Linked DNA regions of Rattus norvegicus: all the other regions are linked to region 3. A link is a contact called in public Hi-C data. All regions are on one chromosome and are shown on one strand. The core of a region is the stretch at or near the end of the contact, and the rest is flanking DNA. Distances in the headings are between cores, read along the strand shown. Region 1 has its middle 160 kb from the start of Ttc32. Region 2 overlaps LOC134479337 (a long non-coding RNA gene). Region 3 has its middle 12 kb from the start of Osr1.

The links. Hi-C and Micro-C count contacts between places; a contact is called where the count stands out from the background.
Region 1: a contact with region 3 is called in a Hi-C map of the A7r5 cell line, with 6 times the contacts expected there. The contact joins two enhancer-like sites. A contact is called at or near these places in 3 of 12 Hi-C or Micro-C datasets (the A7r5 cell line, the Rat2 cell line and Schwann cells).
Region 2: a Hi-C map of the A7r5 cell line shows a contact between it and region 3, with 5 times the contacts expected there. The contact joins two enhancer-like sites. A contact is called at or near these places in 3 of 12 Hi-C or Micro-C datasets (the A7r5 cell line, the Rat2 cell line and Schwann cells).

Annotation. Positions count from the first base shown.
Region 1 is chr6:37,711,350-37,714,049 of GRCr8, forward strand. No RefSeq gene overlaps it. Among named protein-coding and RNA genes, the nearest start is that of Ttc32, 160 kb to the left of the region's middle. Within about 2 kb of position 1,367, at least 5 of the 93 cell types and tissues checked have an H3K27ac peak or open chromatin away from gene starts, as enhancers often do. A contact at or near this core is called in the A7r5 cell line, where this site is marked.
Region 2 is chr6:37,793,404-37,796,103 of GRCr8, forward strand. The region is part of intron 2 of LOC134479337 (a long non-coding RNA gene); the gene reads left to right. Among named protein-coding and RNA genes, the nearest start is that of Ttc32, 240 kb to the left of the region's middle. Within about 2 kb of position 1,253, at least 1 of the 93 cell types and tissues checked has an H3K27ac peak or open chromatin away from gene starts, as enhancers often do. A contact at or near this core is called in the A7r5 cell line, where this site is marked.
Region 3 is chr6:38,084,307-38,087,006 of GRCr8, forward strand. No RefSeq gene overlaps it. Among named protein-coding and RNA genes, the nearest start is that of Osr1, 12 kb to the right of the region's middle. Within about 2 kb of position 1,300, at least 1 of the 93 cell types and tissues checked has an H3K27ac peak or open chromatin away from gene starts, as enhancers often do. A contact at or near this core is called in the A7r5 cell line, where this site is marked.

The DNA.
Region 1 (2,700 bases), core at 117-2,616, 370 kb before region 3:
CCTATGACCCTGTGGCTTTCTGCTGTTGAATGCCCCTGAGTTTCTCTGCAAGTCCCCTCTTCTCTTCCCCTTCCCCCTTAATGCCCTTCCTCTGTGCATTGGGTAGTGGCACCTCCCACTGGACCTGGGACCCTGGCTGAGGACTAACCCTGCCCTTGCAGCTTTACACTGCTCTTCAGCCTGGTGAGGGCCTGCTGGGGCCATGAATAACGTTTTGCTCGAGTGTACGCCAGAGGATTCTTTTGTTAGGTTTATGCCTCGTTTACGTGACGTCCCCTTTTCCCACTCTATAAATAGCCTTCCAGAGGAGTTGCCATATTTGAGCTGACCATTTACCATCTACACACAGTACTCTGCCTCAGTACCGTTTCCAGGACAAGATGTGGTTCAGTGGAGTCAGATAGAGCAGCCTTTCTAGTCTCTGTTTATTTTTCTCTAAACACCATTGAAGCCAGGTCCATGAAAGATGAAGGGAGAACTTTCCTACTCTGTAGAATTGTCTCTCTTTCTTTTACATGATGGGCCCAGTGGGGGAATCCTGGTCCAAGGTTTATCCTCTGGAACTCTCATATAGACTCAGGTGCTGAAGCCTCTTGGAAAGCTTCTTGCACCCTGAAGAAAGACTTGGGGGCTTCTCTTTCTTTCAGGGTTGGGAGCTAGGTGGAAATTTTCTAGATGAGGACGACTCTTGCAGGTAGGGATGTCTCCACAGTAGGAAGAAGCCAGATAACTTTAGGCTGTGACTGGCCCAGTATGAGCAAGGCTGGAGATCCAGTGGAGGACTAAAGCCATGGCTTCAGCTCCCCTGTGTTTTTGTTTGCTTCAGGGAACTGAGAGAGTCGAGGGGGGAAGGCTCTTCATGGGTGCTTGAATTGGGTAGTGGAAAGGCTCCTTCTTGGGATTTGGTCACAGGAATGGCATAAACAAGTATCTTTTCTCCTTTGGGTGTCTAGGGGTTGGGCTAGGGACAGTGTCCACTGGAGGGCACTGTAGCACTGCCTTGGGTGGTGATAGCAGCCCCTCTACCCTGTGGAGGAGCTCGCCCATATGCTGAGCCTTAGGGTTAGCTGAGAGAGACAGAGACCAGTCAGTTTCTGCTGATTGTCCCCTGTGCAGTTAAATCCAGTGGGGCTGGAGCCTCCAGCAACGGACTTGAACATGCACTCTGACTCTCAAACACACCCTTCACCTTTACTCACACAGGCATATATGAATCCATGTGTTCACGGCTGTACACACTTTGACACCCACTTATACATAGTCCCGGTGTTGTGCACGCTCACACACTCTTGATCAGTCACAGGACCCTCACCCCTGCCTCACTCACTCCCATGCACACGCCCCATCCCTGTGCTTACACAAAGCATGCTGTAACATGACCCTCTCCAGCCATGTGCCTTCCACATGCAGGCGGCTTAGTGCAGCTGTTTGTGTGGAGGGGCTGATGTAATGTCAAGAAATTTCGTGTTCTATTTAAAATGACACCTGTAAAAATAAGCCTCAATTTGTAATTTAAATACTGTAATACTCAATTGTGTGAACTGACGGGAAGTATCCCGGTGGCTCTGGAGAACAACATTCTTGTGTGCCGCCACCTTCCAGTGCCTCGGGACTCCAGAGGTGGGGATGAGTGCAGCTTCCTTCCTGAGTGGCCCACCAGGGGGTTGGAGATGAGCGTTCAGGGCTTCTCACAGCTTGAGCTGGTGTTCCGTGCTGTTGGCCTGTGTCCATATGTCCACTGTACCTGTCCCCTAGCCTCTTGGGGGTGTTTGTGCAGGCAATAAAGAAAAATGGTGTCCACGCTGCAGGTGAGAAGGCTCTACAAGGCTATCTCTCCCCTCCCCTCTCCCTCCCTGGCTCCCTGGCTCCCTGGCTTCCTAGCTCCTTTCCTCCCTCTCTCCCTCCCTTCCTCCCTTCCTCCCTTCCTCCCTTCCTCCCTTCTTCTGTCCATACCTGTGTGTACACCAATGTGTGCCTATGTGCACACATGGAGGTCATAGGAGGACATCAGATATCTTAGTCTATTACTCTGTGCTATAATTTCTTGAGACAAGTTTTCTGACCAGACTTGGGGGACTTGGGGCATGCTGTTTTAGCTACACTGGCTGGCTAACAGTCTCTGGGGAATGCCTGTCTCAGTTCCTCACAGCACTGGGGTTATAAGTGTGTGAGCAGTGGTGCCCAGCTTTGTGTATTAGGTGCTGGAGATGGAGCTCAAGTCCTCATGCATGTGTAACAAATATTCTTCCCTACTGAGGAATCTCCCCAGCTCTAGCCACAGTCATTCAGAACTCATGGACTTTCATATCTGCCCTGAGTTCTTTGAGCTCTCAGAGTAGCTTCCCTGAGCTATAGTCTCCTCACACAGCATCCCACAACCTTTCAATCCCCTTTCCCTGCCCATAGCCTCATGCAAGCATCACCTGCTCCCTAGCTTACAATGCACAGGCCAGAGCTCCAACTCTGAGGACCTGAACAGCACAGCTTTATCCAGAGCACTAGCTCTCCAGTTCCTCTCTCTCCACTCAGTACAAGAAACACAGGTCACCAATAGCACACTGATATACAGTCCAACCCCACGGCCCAAGGATCCCCTTAGTACAGGCTCACGACCACAAGCTATAACCCTGAGACAGACCATAGCTTACAACCTGGGGTGTAAAGCCATGGAACCATGGTGGGCACTCTATGCTGAGCACA
Region 2 (2,700 bases), core at 3-2,502, 290 kb before region 3:
GCTTTTCAGGTAGTGAAGCATCTGTGGATTCCACCCAGCGGATACTTGTCATACATTTATACAAACTTACGGAACGTACAAGAGTGAGTCCCATTGTGAAGATGGGCCAGATGGGCTAGATTTTGATGAGCCAATGTAGTTCATTAGAACAGATGAGCCACTCTGGTGTGAATGTTGTTGATGAGAGAATTTGTGTGTGGGGACAGGAGTATTCTCTGCATTTACCACCATTTTTTGTGAATCCAAAATTGCTGTTGAAAATAAAGTCTATTAAAGAATGGTAAAGATCATTAAATTTGCTGTGTGTGTGTGTGTGTGTGTGTGTGTGTGTGTGTGTGTGTGTAAAGGGTAGATTGCATGAGATCCAGGAAAGGGGCAGAGGCCAGTGAGAAAGAAGATCTTAGCTTGCCACTTAAGAGAAGTCGGTGACTCAGATTAACACTTTGATGCTCTGAAGGATACAGTGTGGTCAAATTTGAGAAATGATTGGAAGTGATATTGCCAAAACCTGCTGGTAAAATAAGTGTGAGGGATGAAGGAAAGGGAATAAATAAGCTTGCAGGAACTTTATTTATATTCAACACTTACATATATGTATAAGAGTATATGTCTGTGTATACACATACACAGGCTTGAGCGTAGAGGCTTGAGACTAATGTTAAGCATCTTTCTCAATAATTTTCCACCTTATATATTGAAACAGAGTCTCTAAATGAGCCCAGAACTTCCCAATTCATCTAGTCTAGCTAGACAGCTTATTCATAAAGTAAGGAAGGATCCCTTGCCTCTGTCTCTCCAGTACTGAGATTTCAGTACAGCCCCCATCTGATTCCAACCCTTCGGCATATAAATGGTTTACCTTGTGAGCCATCCCCTTATCCACACAGATATAATCACTGTTTTCAATAATTCTGTGAAAAATGGTGTAGTTTACCAATACAAATAGATGAGCTTTGAGTAAGAAAAGGAGTTGGAAGGAGGAGGGAAGGACAGAGCCAGAGGCAGAGAAGGGAGTAAGGGAGGGAGGGAGAGAGGAAGAGAGAATCAGGAATTCATGGGTAAATGTATGGGTCAATATTAGTGATATAGGTTTGGTGTCATCAGAATAAGGATATCGTCTATGATCATGATGCGGAAATCATAAGCTGAGGCTGGGGCAGTGAACAGCAAACAACAACAACAAAAACTGTGCTCCTGTCAAAGCTCCGTCCTTGGCATTCTTGGCAGAGCCATTTTGTGAAGTTATCGAGGGTCTGAGTCATGATGACTTGAGGAGATGGTGGAAGATAAGGACGTGTTCCTGGACAGCATCCAGGAATCTCTGAGGAGATGAATTCTGCAATTAGAGCATAATATGCTTTTCTAGGAGCGGCAGCAGTGTTTTCCCACCATATGCCCATGGCAAGAGGGTCAGGGACAGCATTTGCTGGGAATGAGGCTGTCTCCGACATTTATGGGGTAAAGCAGAGATCTAAAACAGTTGTCTTTGGGACTTGGGGACCAAATTGGTTAGGCATGATAGATTGTTGAAAGTGTGGAGACTGGTGCCTACCCGTTGAAATTGAGTCCAGCCAGCATGGCTGTTGAATACTACCCAGCGGATTGGTTTGATTAGGTATACACACAGTGAGCCAAGTGTTAAACTCATTGGTAAATGGAGGGGGTGGCAGGGAGGACTGTAAATGGCAGCAATTTGTAGGATCAGGTCTTTCCTAGCCAGTGTTGTAGCAGTGAAAGAGCAAAATACACATGAGGGATGTAGTTAAAACACTGAGTAAGGAACTGGAGTGAATGAGGAAGAGAGTAAAAGAGTGTGTGTGTGTGCATATGTGTGTGTGTGTGTGTGTGTGTGTGTGTGTGTGTGTGGTGTTGTTGTTGTTGTTGTATGTGTGCACATGCACACATGTTTTGACACTGAAGAGGTGGTGCTGTTGAGAATGAGGAGAAAGAGGAAGGAAAAATGTCATTGAGCATCCCAATGAGGTCAGTGTCATTCAAGTGTCTACTCCAGATGAAGGGACGTAGTGGTTAAAGAATGCTGGCCATTTCAGAGTACTTGCGTTGGTTGCATAGGATTGTGTGGATAAAGCATGATCACAGGAGTGGGTGGATGAGGTAGGATGAGGGACAAATCATGAGATCTGAGCAGCACAAGGAATAGAGATAACAAGGTGTTGGAGATAGGCCATCTCTGAGGATGTTAAAGTTGCCAAGAATGACAGGAGACGTGGAGAGGAAGACAGTGAGCCAAGTGCTAAAGTCATCAATAAATGAAGGTGGATGGCAGGGAGGACTGTAAATGATGGCAAGGCAAATAGTGGGTGGTAAAGTCTGATGGCTTGCACTTCAAAGAACCAAGGACTTTGAAGACGGAAGAAGAAATGGCTTGGAGACGCCATGGAAATGCACGTCTCTCCTGCAGACCCTTTAGTTCTATTGGAAGAAAATAAAGCCTCTACTTGAGAAGATTCTATGGCAACTGATATATTTGGGGACAGTCTGAAAACATGATGGGGAACCAAATGTCCCCCAAAGGTGTGGTAGATGAGCAGATTGGAAGTCAGTAACAAGATGATTACTCGGTTGAACAAGACAGAGAAGGGTTTTCTTTGCAGGAGGCCCCTCATGCAAATTTCTCAGAAATAAGAAAAAGGATGACCTAAGTAAGAAGGCGTAAAGAGTCTTTACAGATGGATTTGA
Region 3 (2,700 bases), core at 50-2,549:
CATGCTTCTCCAATAACCTTTGTGCTCCTTCTTTCTAAGCTTTAGTATTTTGCTTGATTTCTTCTTCTTATATTCTAGAAATAGACAGTAAAATAGGACTCATGCCTGGACCCCGGGGATTAGAATGATGATTAGAATGACAGATAGCGATGATGCTCCTAACAGACCACTGTGAATCCAGGGCATGGCCATTAGGAACCTGGCTTTGCTATCAAACATACCTGGTTTGAGTCCTAACTACAGTTTTCCTAGCTATGTAACTTCAGGAAAAGCCATATGCTATCTCTCCTCAGATCTGAAGGGAGAAGAACCACCATGCTGGGTTTCTTAATTTGCTTAAGAGAATCCACCAAACTCCTGTGGGTCTGGAGCGCCTGGCCAGATCCAGGGAGAGGGTCAGTGATAGCCCTATGTCTGGCCCTGCCCTCTGGGGCTTCACTCGACTTCTAGAAGCTAGCTTAGCTGTCTGGACCCAGCCCCTATGACAGCCATGGCAGGGACCCTGAATCTCACTTGAATGTCAGTAAGAAGGGGGTCAGAAGGATGACCTCCTGCTGCAAACAACACACACAAGAAACCTGTTTCATCCAGTGACCTTGGGTCCTTCATGACCAAAACCACTCAGCTGATGTTATCAACTGGACTTCCAGGCATTTTCTGTTATCCTACAGTTCCTGGACAGCTTCACCCAAGCTATCTTTATAAACAGTTCCATAAACACTGTGTGTGTGTGTGTGTGTGTGTGTGTGTGTGTGTGTGTGTGTATGTGTGTGTGTTGTTGTTGCTGTTGCTGCTGCTGCCGCTGTTGTTATCTATGTACACTACAGCTGACTAAAATAAAAGCCATAGAAAAATTTATACTACTTGTAGAATTATAGATGTGGAAACTGGGATTTCATTAAAACAAAATTGGAAAGAGTTATCGAGAGAAATGAAAAAATAACAGATTTTAAAAGGAAATAAATCTTCTGTTTAGTGCCTACCATCCTGACCCCTGTTAACAAAAGAGCAATTAGTTAGCCTCGTGTTTCCATTTAGCTGTCTAGACTGTCTCTGTGTAGAGAACTCTATACCTAAGAGAAAGTCTAAAATGTGCAGCGTGAATGAACGTATCTATGTCTCCTCATTCAGCTGACTGAAATTCCTCCATGCAGAGTCTGGGAATACACAGCGAGAGGCAATGAAAGGGGTGGGGTTGGGGGCAAAATACCTTTTGGATGATTTTAGACATCACTTGATCAGAGCTTCTCTTGCAAACTGGGCACACTTCCTGCTCTGAAAAACGTGTATCTTCTGTCTCTAAGGCAACTATGTTTACTGCTAGTTTCCTAATTCTCTGAATTTCTAAGGGAGCTACCTCACTCCCAGGAAAATCACTTTTCTGTTTTGAACAGAAAGGGGAATTTATTTATGACCTAGGATGAATTGTATATTCAGAAAAACCCAGAGAGCCTCCTTACGATGTGGGATGTGGCTAGAAACAAATTCCTGTATCCTGCCTCTAAACAACACTATTCCACTAATAGGCAGTGGAGTTTTAGACGTTAGGAACTCAGAAAGCTTTTGAAGAATATCATGATCAACCTTTTTCTTTTATAGAGACAAGATGGCTGGCAAGAGGTGTAAGGTGTTACTGAAGAGGCCCTGTTTTTTAATCCAGTTAACTTTTCAGTCCCCAGGACTTTTTTTTATTTTTAATGAGGCAACTCTGGGGCCTACTTCAGGTCCCTTAAATCAGAAATGCCAAAGATGGGACCTGGGGATTTCATTTTGAAGACTCTAAGGAGGCTCTCTGGATTTTTCTGAATGTACAATTCATCCTAGGTCATAGAGAAATTCCCCTTTCTGTTCAAATCTGAGTGAGTTAGCAACATGGGATTTTGAGAAGCACCTTCATAAGTCTTTAACTTAACTCCCAGTTACCACCCCAGTAAGAACTACCCCACTGGACTGCTCTTGAGCTCCGTGGCTCAGTGTTAGCCTATTACTCCTTATCCTTAGCTTGTGCCTTTAGTACCAGGTTACCAAAGACCGGCATGTCCTGTGTCAGGCAGCCTGTGCTGTGGACACCCCAAACTGTGAGTCACTTTGCCACCGATGCAACGTGAGGTCTTCTGTCATCCATGTGAGCCTCGTGATCTTTTACAACTGCCCCGAACAAACAGAAATTTAAAATGAACACTTCCCATTACAACACATGGCTATTTTTCTTATACAAACATCCTAGGACATGTATTATAGACTGACTAGTAAATGAAATTAAGGATCCCGTAACTCTTTTCTCTTAACAAACCAGCTAAAATAATGAGTTTTAAGTTTTTTCCCCATTTCCTTATTGTTAATCTGTCACACGAAAAATTAAACTTAAATACTTACTCCAAACACAACTCATCCTTTTGGTCTAAAATATGTCACACAATAACATATTATCTTTCTTCTATTTTGTATTTGCTGAAAGTGTTTGAGCAATGCTTTGCTCGCTTGTGAAAAGATTCTCTGTAGGAAACTGGATTCACTATGAGCAACTGGATTTTTCTGGAGCCATGACAGGAAAGAGGGCTATGGAGCTGGTATTCTGATACTAGTTTAGACAGTGGAGAATTGATGCTTGGTCTTTGTGGATGATTAACATAATGGACTGGTTTTTTTCTGGTCTGGTACACAGATGTGATACGTATCATAAATGTCTCCTCTTCTATC